2 separate regions of the Sus scrofa genome follow, and region 2 is linked to region 1. The links are chromatin contacts, called in public promoter capture Hi-C maps. All regions are on one chromosome and are shown on one strand. Each heading gives the region's core, a stretch centred on a gene start, on an enhancer-like site or on the middle of the called end of the contact. The rest is flanking DNA. Distances are from core to core; before and after follow the strand shown.

The links. Promoter capture Hi-C pulls out the DNA fragments that hold promoters and counts their contacts.
Region 2: a contact with region 1 is called in a promoter capture Hi-C map of liver, with 4 times the contacts expected there. The contact joins the enhancer-like site here to the promoter of UBALD1 in region 1. A contact is called at or near these places in 1 of 5 promoter capture datasets (liver), 3 of 47 Hi-C or Micro-C datasets (embryonic fibroblasts, heart right ventricle and liver) and 2 of 2 datasets of contacts at active chromatin or transcription factors (alveolar macrophages and skeletal muscle).

The regions. Positions count from the first base shown.
Region 1 is chr3:37,749,719-37,756,105 of Sscrofa11.1, forward strand. UBALD1 (UBA-like domain-containing protein 1) reads left to right here and starts at 3,544. Exons shown (of 3, transcript XM_021086690.1): 1 at 3,544-4,425. The coding sequence starts at 4,306.
Region 2 is chr3:37,886,425-37,892,811 of Sscrofa11.1, forward strand. DNAJA3 (dnaJ homolog subfamily A member 3, mitochondrial) reads right to left here. Exons shown (of 11, transcript XM_003354626.4): 8 at 5,941-6,069; 9 at 5,439-5,554; 10 at 3,614-3,711. Among named protein-coding and RNA genes, the nearest start is that of NMRAL1, 18 kb to the left of the region's middle. Within about 2 kb of position 3,302, at least 5 of the 83 cell types and tissues checked have an H3K27ac peak or open chromatin away from gene starts, as enhancers often do. A contact at or near this core is called in liver, where this site is marked.

The sequences.
Region 1 (6,387 bases), core at 2,294-4,793:
TATATACATAAATAGATATACCAACACGGCATCCAATTTACCAGGCTCCCTGTTTGGAGGGGAGGGGAGGAGGATACTAAGGGCCCAGATGTTCTGGCTGAAAAACAACCCTAAGAGCACGTCCTCCCTATGGATCGTGGGCCAGGGCAGCCGTTTCCATGGGCTGGATGTCTGATTAATTACATACTCCTCTCAAAAGAGCTTTGGACTTGAAGTGTATGGTTCTGTGCTTCTCCACCCACTATTTGGAGATAGGACCTTTCTGATTTGATCCTGGTTCTATTATCAACATCTTGGCTGATTCATTTTTTTATTCAACAAATATTTATCACGCTACTATGTAAAAAGCAATGAGCCAGGCATAGAGATTAAATGGTAAAACCCACAGATATGGAACGTTTAGTGAGAAACAGACATGAAAGGAGAACAAGTGTATAAAAATACAAAATATGGGTGCTGTAGGGAGTTCCCATCGTGGCGCAGTGGTTAAAAAATCTGACTGGGAACCGTGAGGTTGCAGGTCCAATCCCTGGCCTTGCTCAGTGGGTTAAGGATCCAGCGTTGCCGTGAGCTGTGGGGTAGGTCGCAGACGTGGCTTGGATCCCTCGTTGCTGTGGCTGTGGCGTAGGCCAGTGGCTACAGCTCTGATTAGACCCCTAGCCTGGGAATCTCCATCTGCCATGAGAGCGGCCCTAGAAAAGGCAAAAAGAAAAAAAAAAAAAAGGTGTTATAGGGGAATGGACTAAGGTGCCATGAAACACCAGGACCGGCGTACCATTGATAAGGGAGTCAGGGAAGGTTTCTCGGAGGAGGTGATATGTAAGCCCAGACTTGAAGTACAAGTAAGAACCAACCAGGCAAACTCTGAAGGAGTAGGTCAGCCTAGGTTCCAGGCAGGGAGAACAGCATGTGCAAAGGCCCTGCGGAGCTGAGTGAGATCCATGAGCTCAAAGCCCAGTGTGGCTAGAGTCAAGGAGGCAGGAGGGTTGGGGTGCAGAGGTGAGGAGTAAGGTCAGGAGTAAGGGCCCAGACCTCAAGGCCCCTCCGTCAGCCAGCATCTGGTCCTTGGAGTCATAAAGACAGACCCACTTCATGGCTTCCTAGTTAGGAGTCCTTCAAGTCTAGACTTCACGAGCCTCCTGAGGGAGCAGGATTGCTGCTGATGCATTCCTGTCTTCCCAGACCCAGTGGATGCCTGATAAACACATCCGTGGAGTGACTGAAGGAATGCAGGGCTCTGGGCCCTCCAACTCTGGCAAGGTCCTCAATCTCCCTGGACTTCAGATAAGATGAAGGCACTGCCCCAAATGCCTTTTATCCCTCCCTTCCCCCATCTACTGACCCCGACTGTCAGGCCCCATCCAAGCCTGTTAAGAAATCCAAAGTCCACCCTCTAGCCAGGCTGATCCTGGCTGCAAACAAGCTTGTTTTTCATTCCCTGCTGCCCTTGGAAAAACAAGCTGGCTGGGGGGCCGTAGGGGCGAGAGGGCGGACCTTCGCTCCTACTACCCCACTGCCCCACCCCAGGCAGCTGGCTGGCCTGGAAGAGCTCCTTCTGGGCTGGGCAGGTCTAGGCAGGCACCTGAGCGAAGGTACTCCCTCTCTCGCTAAGCAAGAAAAGCCCCCAGTGGGTCCTGCCAGGGCAGTGCCCATCCTCCTTTGCCAGAAACACACCTGCTGCTCACTGGGCGCCTGCTCTCCTCCACGGGCTCTGAACACTGTCAAGAGTGTAAAGAGGTTTGGATTCCAACCTCGGTTTCCTCATCTGTAAAATGGGGCTTGGGTCCCCTAGAGCAGTCCGGGTGGAGGCAAAGAAATGGTGCTCCGAGCACCAAGCCCATGCCAAGCACCTCACTGGCATTAATCTGCCAGAGCAGTCCTGGGAGAGCTCTGAGCTCTTACCTTGGGTTTCACAAATGAGGAAACTGAAGCTTAGAGCCGGAGGACCATGTCCTAACATCAGAATCATTAAGTGGCAGAGTCGAGACTGACACTTAGGTCTGTCTGGCTCCAGAGCCTGCTCACCTTCCACCATGCCTTACTGTCCCAGTGGTAAGGATGTAGCAGTAACTACATTTAGAGCCGCCTACCCCCGTGCTGTGCCAAGTGCTTTGGCTGCATTAAGTCATGTATGATGTTTTGTAAAGGTGAAAGGCCATTCTTTTTTTTTTTTTTTTTGTCTTTTGTCTTTTTAGGGCTGCACCTGTGGCATATGGCGGTTCCCAGGCTAGGGGTCCAATCAGAGCTGCAGCTGTCGGCCTACACCACAGCTCACAGCAACACCAGATCCTTAATCCACTGAACAAAGAGGTGGGCTCCAGCCCCCCCTCACACCCCCCCATACCAGTGCCCAAGCCCCCATAACTTGGGATATTTCAGGTCTAGTCCACTAGTCCCCCACAATGGCCCTCCCACCAGCCAAAGATAACCCTCCCTGGAAGAGTTCAGGGACCCACGAAGCGCTCTTCAGAGAGCACTGCAAGTCCTCCTTCCATGCACCTGCCCCCGGGTGGGACAGTGCTTTTGTTCAATCCAATTCTGCAACAAGGCCCTGAGCAGAGACGGACTGCCCTGGAACCAGACACACCCAGGACATCACCTGAACTGGAATGGACCTCCCCCCCACATCTGGTCTCCACAATGTTCAGACACAGTGACCCTAATGCGGACACTGGATCAGATCTATTGAAGGCCCTCTATGGCTGGCCTTTAACCCACCACCTCCAGGGCCTGTGCCGGTTTCCTTCCTGAGGGCACCGCCCAAGCTTTCTACATCTGCCCTTGGAATTTTTTTTTTTTTTTTTTTTTTTGGCCAAGCCCACAGCGAGTGGAAGTTCCTGGACTAGGGGGATCCCCTGCCACAGCAGTAATACGAGCCACAGTGGTGATAACGCCAGCTCCTTAACCCGCTGCACCACAAGAGAACACCTGTCCCTGGGAATTTTGACGCATGCCCCCACCCCTGCCCCCAGCCCACCCTTTTTTAGAGTTTGTTCTCTGTACCTGGGACCAGGCACAGAGTAAGGACCCAATAAATAGCTTCTCGTCTAATGAAACTGGGGCCAGGGAGCGAGAGGAATCTGGATAAGGTCATTCTGGGCGGAGGTGACTGAGCCTTCCACCCCTCCCGCCAGTTCCGAATCCGCCAGGCACCCCGCACACCAGATCTGAGACGTCAACCGGAAGACGAGCGTGCGGAGCTGTAAACACAGCCCGCAACACCCCACCCCCGAGCGCTCTTCAACCCCGCCCCCGCCATCCACGTGACGTGCCCCCGCCCGCCCCCGCCGCTGCCTCATTGGGCGGCCAGCTTTGTTTACCTTATATGGCCAGGTCCTAACACCGCGCGACCGCCCATTGGCTAAGGTGCGGCCTCACTCACTTGACGTCACTCAGGACTGAAGATGCAAATAAACCGAGGCATTCTGGGAATTGGAGTTCAGGGCCATCCCGGAACTGGCTCCGCGCGGTCCTGGCGCCCGCAGTCTGAAAGCCGAGATTTCCGGCAAAGCGCACGAGATTTTGCGTGGGAAAGTGGGAACCTTGAGCGGAGAGTACCCCTAGGCCGCCCTCCCTTCCTCAGCCGTACATCGAGCCTACTGTGAGCCTGGTTGAGCGCCAGGCCGGGGAGGGACCCGCGTCGCGAGTGGGCGAGGCGAGCTTGGACTCTGTGCTGGGGAGACTCGGAAGGCTTTCTGGAGGCTGTGACTTTAGGCAGAACTCTGAAGGGCAGATTCATTCAGTCACTGAACGGGTATTTATATAAGCGCCCACTGTGTGCCAGGCCTTCTGGGTCTTACGGCCCTAGTGCTGCCGATTTGTACCAAAATCCCAACTTCTCCCCCCACCCCACTGCCCAATAGTGCGCCCGCTCGACACAGAGGGCTGCCAACCACCCTGGGGGTCGGGATCCTCGGGTCCTAGCCAATATCCTGCGACCCGCGTTTGCGCCCATGCAGTCTGGAGTCCTCGCCTCCGGACCCCTCCTCAGTGTCGGGGATGGGGCGCGGGGCCCCCAGAGCTGCGTGCTCGTCCTGGTCCTGTACGCAAAAGGCGCCCAATGTTCAGACACACCCTCGGGCCGGCCCGGCCTGCAGCTCCCGTCCGGGCGAGGCGGAAGCGGCGCGGGACTACATCTCCCAGCATGCCCCCCGCGGCCCGGAGTGAGGCGAGGCTCGGTGAGTCAGAGCCGCACAGTAAATATTTGTATTAGCCGGAGCCGGCTCGCTAATGGTGGACGCGTGAGGCGGAGGAGCGCGCGGCGGCTGGAGGCCGGAGCGGGCAGGCGGCGGCGGCGGCGGCGCCATGTCCGTGAACATGGACGAGCTCAAGCACCAGGTCATGATCAACCAGTTCGTGCTGACGGCGGGCTGCGCAGCCGACCAGGCGAAGCAGCTGCTGCAGGCGGCCCACTGGCAGTTTGAGGTGCGCGGCCGGGCCGGGGCGCGGGTGTCCGTCCCCCGTGGCGGCGCGTGCTGCGGGGTGTGTGCGGGCCGGTGTGGACACGTGCGGCTGTGCCGGGGCCGGGCCCGCGCACTCGGCCCGGTGTTCCGGCGGTCGCGCGCCCCGGCGTCCGGGCCCCAGCGCGCACACGCGGCGTGTGGGTCAGGCCCGGCTGCGCGGCCGTGTCTACGCGGCCCCCGGAAACGCAGCCCGCTCCGGGTGGGCGGGAGGGGCAGCCTGGCTCCTAATCCCCGCCCCCCCATTCCCCGGCGGCCGGGTTACGGGGATCCCCCCGCCCCGCGTTTTGTTCTGGTAATGGCCAAGGCGAGGCGGCGCCGAGGCCCCGACGGACAGTTGGGCGGGCGGCAGGAAGAAGGACGCCCCAGCACTGGCCTGAGCCGGGCCCTCGCCGCCCCCACCTTGGATATGGGAGCCCCGAGCCCGCGGGCGCAGCTGCCCGCCGTGTGTGGGTCTGACGGTCTGTGTGTTGGATGGGCAGCCCGGTGCCGCGTGTCCACGTACATGTGCATTTGTATTTACGCACGCGCCACGCTACGTGTGGGCACGTGTAAACACGCAGTCCACCCGGGGCACGGGTGCGGGTGGGGGGGGAGGGTGTGTTCCGTGTACACACTGGTCGCCGTTTTGCAAACGGTGCTTACGCATGTGCACACGAGTGTACAGGTGGTGTGTCGGAGCGCACACTACAGCTACGGGACGGCATTTGTGTGCCCTGCTTCAGAGGCTTGTCCAGGTTCCCTTCTCTGTGCTGGCTAGTGACTCTACCATGGCATCGTGTACACGGTTCAGTAGTTTTCAGCCAGCTGGGCAGGAGGTGGGGCTGCCCCAGCTTGGCCCCCACCTCCCCAGGCCTCTTGGACCCACAGAACACTAGTGCCCAGGGCTTGTGTTGCCAGGAGGCCACCTGGCCTTCCCTAAGTCAGCCGGCCCAGAAATAACTCAGGACGGTATCTAGGGATGAGGCCAGAGCCCCTTGAGCTCCGCCCCTCACAGGTGTAAGGTCAAAGCCCCAGCCACCCTGTAGAGTCTTGTGCCCAGTCCAGGCTTAGGAGCCCAGGCTCTAGATGGGGACCCAGCTCAGAGAAGGTATTTGGGCGGGAGGAGGGACAGGAAGCCAGAGGACTCTGGAGTTCAGCTTTCTGGGCCCGGGATGGGGATCAGGATTCTAGCCTGAAGGTTGGGACACTCTGTGGAGTTAGCGGCCTGTCCACCCAGAGGAGTCTTGCTCACTTTCCTACCAGAGAGCTCAGGGGGACGGCTGACCCCTGCATGGTCCTCTCATCCCAAGATGGAAGGCTGCCCTATCTCTGCACACGTCCCAGCCTCTGGCCTGAGTTTCCTCCGCTGTGTCTGGGGCGGTGTGAGTTGACCTCTAAGGAGTGAAAGGCCAGTACCCCCTACCCCCAACCCTAGCAGCCCCACCCTGCAGGAAGCTCCCTAATCAGCCCATTTGTCTCAAGAGCTGGATGTGGCAAAACTTGCAAAACCACATTCATGGCAGTTTGCTTGAGTCCCACATCTGCATACATGGCTCCCCCCCTTCCTGGGGCTGGGCAGGCGGGTGTCCAGTGGGAAGTGGCCCTACCTGTCTCTCTCAATTTAAGCCCACAGAGCCTGGCACCAGCCCAGGTTGCTGTCACTTGGTCACAGGAATTGAAAATGTAGCTTTGAAGATGGAGATACCTGGCGGGGGAAAGCTGATCTTAGGAGGGGCGGGAGCAGCCTGCGGACTCTGGCATCCCCCAGGAGAGGAGCGCTGCACCCTGGGCGCTGTTTCACAGCATGTAAAAGGGAGATGCGGGGGGAGGGGGGAGGCTCACCTGTGGTGAAAATGGGGTGTGAAGTCCAGTCCTAGGTCTTCTGGGAGTGAGTGGGTAACTCCCCTCTGTGCCTTCCACCCTTGGCTGGCCCAGCTGGATGCCC
Region 2 (6,387 bases), core at 2,052-4,551, 140 kb after region 1:
TCCTCCCCCCGACACTGCTGTCCCCGTCACCTCGGGGGCAGGAAGCAGTTATGCCCCGGGGCCACAACCTGGGAGAGCCAGAGTAGGCACCTAGTTAGCAGGTTAATGACTCACAGCAAAACACAGACAGGCCTGGAGACGGACACCGGCTTAGCGCCCTCTCTCTGCATGAAACTCGGGCTCCCTCAGGAGCCAGGCCTACTGACAGCCACGTCAAAGAACTTCAGCACTGAATTTAAGATCCTGAACCTAAAGTCAGGGATAACCTGGGAGCCTCTCTCTGCCTGTGGATGACAAGGTCAACCCCAACATGGCATCTCTGGCAGGGAGGAGGGACACAGGACGTCCCGGGCACACGGCTGCCTGCTGGTCTCGCTGCAGGACACATGCACGAGTGCCTTCTTTCCGAAGTGAAGGCGGCTGGTACAGCATTCGCGCCCCTGCGGTCAACAGGGAGGTCCCACCAGCCACACGGGCGGGTGTTTCCAGTCTGCACCTCCAGGAGGTGATCGCGGCAGGGTGGCCATGCAGCCCACTGCAGACGGACCCGGGCCAGGACTGCTCTCTCAACCAGACCCGGCTTTCCCACGCAGGGGTCACGGCTCCCTCCCTCAGAGAGAAAACGAATACAAGTAAACCCAGCCGGCGGGCGCTGTGCCCATGCAGGGGGTTCAGAGAGGACTGTCCGGTTTACCACAAGCGGGGCCTCCCAGGGAGGAGTTTGGGATGGCTGCTCACCACGGCACGTGGACGTTCCCGGGCCAAGGCTCAAACCCGCACCATAGCAGTCACCCAAGCCGCTGCAGTGACAACGCTGGATCCTTAACCTGCTGCACCTGGGCCAAAGGGAACACCTGGGCCAAAATACCTCCTCCAGTTACAAACTCCTCACGTAATAAGCAAGGCCTAGCTCTTATTTGGGGGTTCAGCGCTCGGCCGGTGCTGCGCCCCTACACTGTAAGTGGACGAGGGCCAGGACCGTCTCTCTGCGCATCACTTCTCAGCCCACGGCAAATGCTCAAGGACCATCTGTGTGAAGAATCCGAAGCCAGGAGGACTCCAGGAGGACTGGACCGGGCCCACAGGTGTAGGTGTGGGTCTCTACTCGCAGCCTGGCTCCCTGGGCCGTCTGCAGGCACAGACGGGGCCAGCAGCGCGCCTCTCGCTCTAAGGAAATGTCTCTCCCCTCATCCTCTTCTTGCCTCCGATCTGCCTCCACAAAGGGGATCCTCGATAGGGAATACTGTCAGCTGGTCCGAGAACGCACGAGGGAGATGCACACCCCAAGAGGCTCTGGATCAGGTTCCTACACTACAGCTCAACAGAAGGGCGGGGGCTGGTCCAGGAACTAATGATGAAACAATCAGCCACGCTGTCTCTAACCCAAAAGGTCACGTGGTAACCTCAGAGTGCCCAGTCCCCTGAGAGCACTAAGGGCCCCAAGCATCCTTCTGCTTCATAGACTGGGAACGAAGCCAGGGTCAGCCATTAAGGTTTTCAGCAGCTGCTTTAGCGAATGGAAATAAACAACATCAAACCCACTGAACACTTTAGGTCCGTTTCCTACGTGACTGAAACTACTCCAAATGCCCTCTTGGTACCCTTTCCCGGAATGAAAGCAAAGACACTCAGGAATGAATGTGTTCGTGCAGTGGCACTTAGAGGCTCTAAAGAAATGACACTGGGAGTTCCCTTGTGATGCAGCAGGTTAAGGATCTGGCGTTGCCACTGCAGGGGCCTGGGTCCCTGCTATGGCATGAGTTTGATCCACATGCCGCAGGTGCAGCCAAAAAAAAAAAAAAAAAAAAGGTGACACTGTAGCCCAAGAACCACTGACGACTGAATTCAGCTGCTTCCAGTACAACCAAGACTCAGGCTCTACTTAAATACAAGGGGGCCCACTCTCAGAGGAGCTGTCAGGAGCAGGGAATTACAAGCACTGGTGTGTTTTCACATGCAGACTCCAAAGGCACCCTTCACGGTGTGAACATGAGGCCCAACACATCCAGGCAGCAGGATGACAGATGATGCATCCTTCAAAGCCAATGCTAAGATTCTAAAATGCAATTTAAAAAATTCTGTCTGGGAGCCAAATTTCTCACTGGAATACAATCCTGAAATGCCAATGGAAGTGAATAGGAAAAAAACAACTTGGCCTACCGATTTCACTTTATAAACGACTTTTCAGAAATGTGTGCAATGCATATATTAAGGTTAAGACTCAGCAAAATTATGCCAACGGGAAATCTGAAAGCAAGATCTGGTCCAGTGTCCGGCACACAGGAGCCTCCCAATAAGTCCCGGCCAAGCAAGGGAGGGAGTGAGCTAAGAGAACAAGGAGCAGTGGAAGCCACGAGGGTTCTAACAACACCCGTAGGCTGACACTACAATAGGCCCCCAATCTAGGCTCTCGGAAAGGGGATCAAAACAACAACTGGTGACTCCAAGTTCCCAGCCTTCAAATATAGTGAAGGAGGCCGAGGTCCTGACCCGGGCTCAGCTTCAGCAGACCTCACTACCCCAGTGGGTGGGAAAGAGGGCCGAGCGCCGTCTGCAGAACAAACCTCACGTGCTACATTGAGTCATGTGGAACAACGATCCCCACTTCCGTTTAGTTCAAGAGATGTTAACGAGAAAATACAAGAAAAGTCTGTGAACCAAACCACTAAAATAAGTCGGCCACGGACAGGATTTGCGATGGCTACTTTTTCACAGAGAACTTGGCCCTCTGGACTTGACAGGAGCTTGGCCACGTCCATGCAAAGGAGGCGGCGGCTGCTGCTGCTGCTGCCACTGGAATGCACCCGTGCCCTGGAGCTGCAAGTCCAAGCTCTCCGCCCCTGGCTCCGGCCACCTGCTCTGAATGACTACACAACGAATCTAATACCATTCAAGTTCTGAGAGGGCGAGAGGCAAATCCAGGACACTGACAAAAACAAAATGATGCAACAAGGAGGCAACACGATGGGCAGCCCAAGCCAGTTCACCCCCAGCACAGCCCGTCCTGGCCCCAGCAGGAGGCCCCACCGTCAGAAGCAGCCATCCTATGGTGAGAACTCTGCTTTCAGGCATTTTGGTATCAAGTCAGTCTTATTTAACGGCTCTCCACAGAAGACGCATCATGTTTGAGCTCAGGGTAAGCAAGGTTCACAGCCCTCGGAATGCAGCGTCAGACTGCTGTGAACAGGCACATTTGGCATCACGTGACTACGTTTTTGTTTCTGTGTTTTTCCACCACTGTGGGAGCTGCTGTTTACAGAACACTCTGAAATCCTGGGGAAGCTTTCTGGGTTAGAAATGCACCAAGCCTTCCAATCCACCTCCTCCTTCAGCGCCTGCAAGATGCTCCCATGTAGGGATGTGCCCAAGGTCACAAGGCAAGTGGCAGAACCAAGGATAGAACTCAGGAGAGCTGCCCTCTGACGCACAGCTGCCACCTGGCAGGAAGCGCGTGGAACTCGCTAACCTGACCAGCGCGCCCAGGAGGGAGCGGCTGCCCTGCACGTTCCTAGCCCTCGGCCCCCTTTCCACCGCGCTCTCTGGAGGCTCCATAAAGATGCCTGAGTGGAGACCCCTCCGTGCTTCCCAGCCGCCCGCCCTCCAGCCGCCTCACCAGTGCTCGTGTTCGTGACGCCGTTCACCGTTCCCTCCACGTCGGTCTCGTCCTCGGCATAGCTCAGGATCAGGCTCTGCTGCCGGCTCGTCAGTCTCCTGTGGACCCAGCACAGTGTCTGAGTGTTTCCTCTGGGCTGCTCTTTAAGGCATGTGGACGCAGCATGGGGGAAACGTGGGACCCGAAACCCAGGCACAAGACACCCCTGAACTAAGAGCCCATGCTCTCAAAGCTTCCATAAGGTCAGCCTCCTAAACAGTCTAAAGATTTTTTTATTTTTGGGAGGGACCTCTTTTTTTTTTTTTTTTTTTTTGTCTTTTTAGGGCCGCACTCATGGCATATGGAGGTTCCCAGGCTAGGGGTCAAATTGGAGCTGTAGCCAACAGTCTAAACCACAGTCAACAGCAACAAAGGATCCAAGCCAGGTCTGCAACCTACACCACAGCTCACGGCAACACCAAATTCTTAACCCACTGAGTGAGGCCAAGGATTGAACCCGCGTCCTCATGAATGCTAGTTGGGTTTGTTCATTAACCACTGAGCCACGACAGGAACTCCTCTAAGTTTTTTTCAAACAACTGTCACTGTTGGAGCTCCTGTGTAGCTCAGCAGTTAAGGAACCCAACTAGGATCTATGAGGACGCCGATTTGATCACTGGCCTCGATCAGAGGGTTAAGGACCTGGCGTTGCCATGAGATGTGGTGTGGGTTGCACGCAGACCTGGCTTGGATGTGGCATTGCTGTGCTTCAGGCTGGTGGCTACAACTCCGATTCGACCCTTAGCCTGGGAACTTCATATGCCACGCATGGAGCCCTAAAAAAAATAATAAAAAAACTGCCACTGTGGCTATGCTAAATAGTTTACAGGCGCAACAGAAAGCTGTTAGAAATGTGTGTAGGAAATGATCCCATTAAAAAGGGTGCTGGAGGAGTTCCCATTGTGGGGCAGTGGAAACAAATCCAACTGGTATCCATGAGGACGTGGGTTCGATCCATGGCCTTGCTCAGTGGGTTAAGGAAGTGGCATTGCCATGAGCTGTGGTATATATCACGGATGCGGCTAAGATCTGGTGTTGCTGTGACTCTGGTGTAGGCCGGCAGCTACAGCTCGGATTTGACCCCTAGCCTGGAAACTTCCATATGCCATGGGTGCGGCCCTAAAAAGCAAAACAACAACAACAGAAAAAAGGGTGCCAGAAACCCGGTCCACCCAAGCAAGGTGGAAAGGCCCTGCTCTGGCTGCCCACAGCTCCCTGCTCAAGCTTTTCTCCCAGAGGACGCGGACATCACACGCAGATCTGGTTATAGATTCAGCTCTCTGAGAGTTCCCATCATGGCTCAGAGGAAACGGGTCTGACTAGCATCCAGGAGGTCACAGGTTCAACCCCAGGCCTTGCTCAGCGGGTTAAGGATCCAGTGTTGCCATGAGTTGTGGCTCGGATCCCAGATGAGGCTCGGATCCCATGTTGCTGTGGCTGTGGCGTAGGCCAGCCCTACGTGGGACCCTAGCGTGGGAACCTCCATATGCCATGGGTGTGACCCTAAAGAGCAAAAAAGAAAAAAAAAGATTTCTCTCTCTTACCAGAGGGTGAGCATCCTGACAGCAATAATAACACGATTAACAGCAGCAGCAACAGCTAAGCAGTCCTATGTTTAATCTTTCACTAACTCGATGAAGGTAAACTTTTTTATTATGTCCACTTTACAGAAGGGGCACTTGGGCGGGAGACACCGCTCGGCGGGTGGAAGGCCCTCGTCCGGCCCCACTCAGCGGGCAGAGCTGCAGAGAGCAGGCGGGCCTGGCGGCAGCGGAGAAACACTCACCTGGGAACTCGGATCTTGACGTGAATGTAGTGGTCGCCATAGCCATAGCTGTTGATCCGGGGGATGCCTTTCCCACTCAACCGAATCTTCTGGTCTGTCTGAATCCCAGCGGGGATCTAAAATCGAAAGGAACCCCTCGTTTCCCTTGGTCTCCAGTCACCCAAGTGGAAACACTGCATGACGCGAAGACCATCTTGGTCCCTCAAAAGAATCCATGCAGGCTTCTGAGCTCACCTGCCCACCCCTGGCTGAGCTGGGCTCCTGAGCAGAAGACTTGGAGGAGGGCGGGGGCCTCGGGAAGCTGAGCCCAGAGCGGCAGTGAGGAGAGCGAGACCTGGGAGTGGGCTGCGCCAACTGGGGCATGCCTCCTGCCTTGCCCAGACCTCGTCGCCCAGAACCCTGCAGAGTGGGGTGTTCACAGCTCCGGCACTTCTCGGCCACTTCCCGTTTCAGAGAAAGAAAAGCAATGACGCACAAGGGTGGCAAGGCCGTGCGCTCTTACCGTCACGTTGATTGTCTCGTACAGGCCCTGGGCCCTGGCCGTGCCCCCGAGAAGCGCCTGTGCTATGGAGATAAAGAGGTCGGAGTGGATGTCGGCGCCGTCCCTCCGGAACACGGGGCTTTTCTGCACCTGGGGCCAAGCACAGACACGTCCTTCTGGAGAGGGGACAAGGGCCGCGTCTCACAGCTGAGCGCAGCATCAGGGGAGAGAAGGTGCTTTCGGCCAAGGGGCCACCACCCCGGGCTCCGGGAGCCACAGCTGAGAGCTCCCTTTACTGCATACAAGACTGTGGGTCTCAGATCAAGCCATTCAATTTTCAAGGGAAGAAAGTAAAATTGGCTTTTGAACACTAAGAATTGAAATCTGGAGTTCCCGTCGTGGCGCAGTGGTTAACGAATCCGACTAGGAACCATGAGGTTGCGGGTTCGGTCCCTGCCCTTGCTCAGT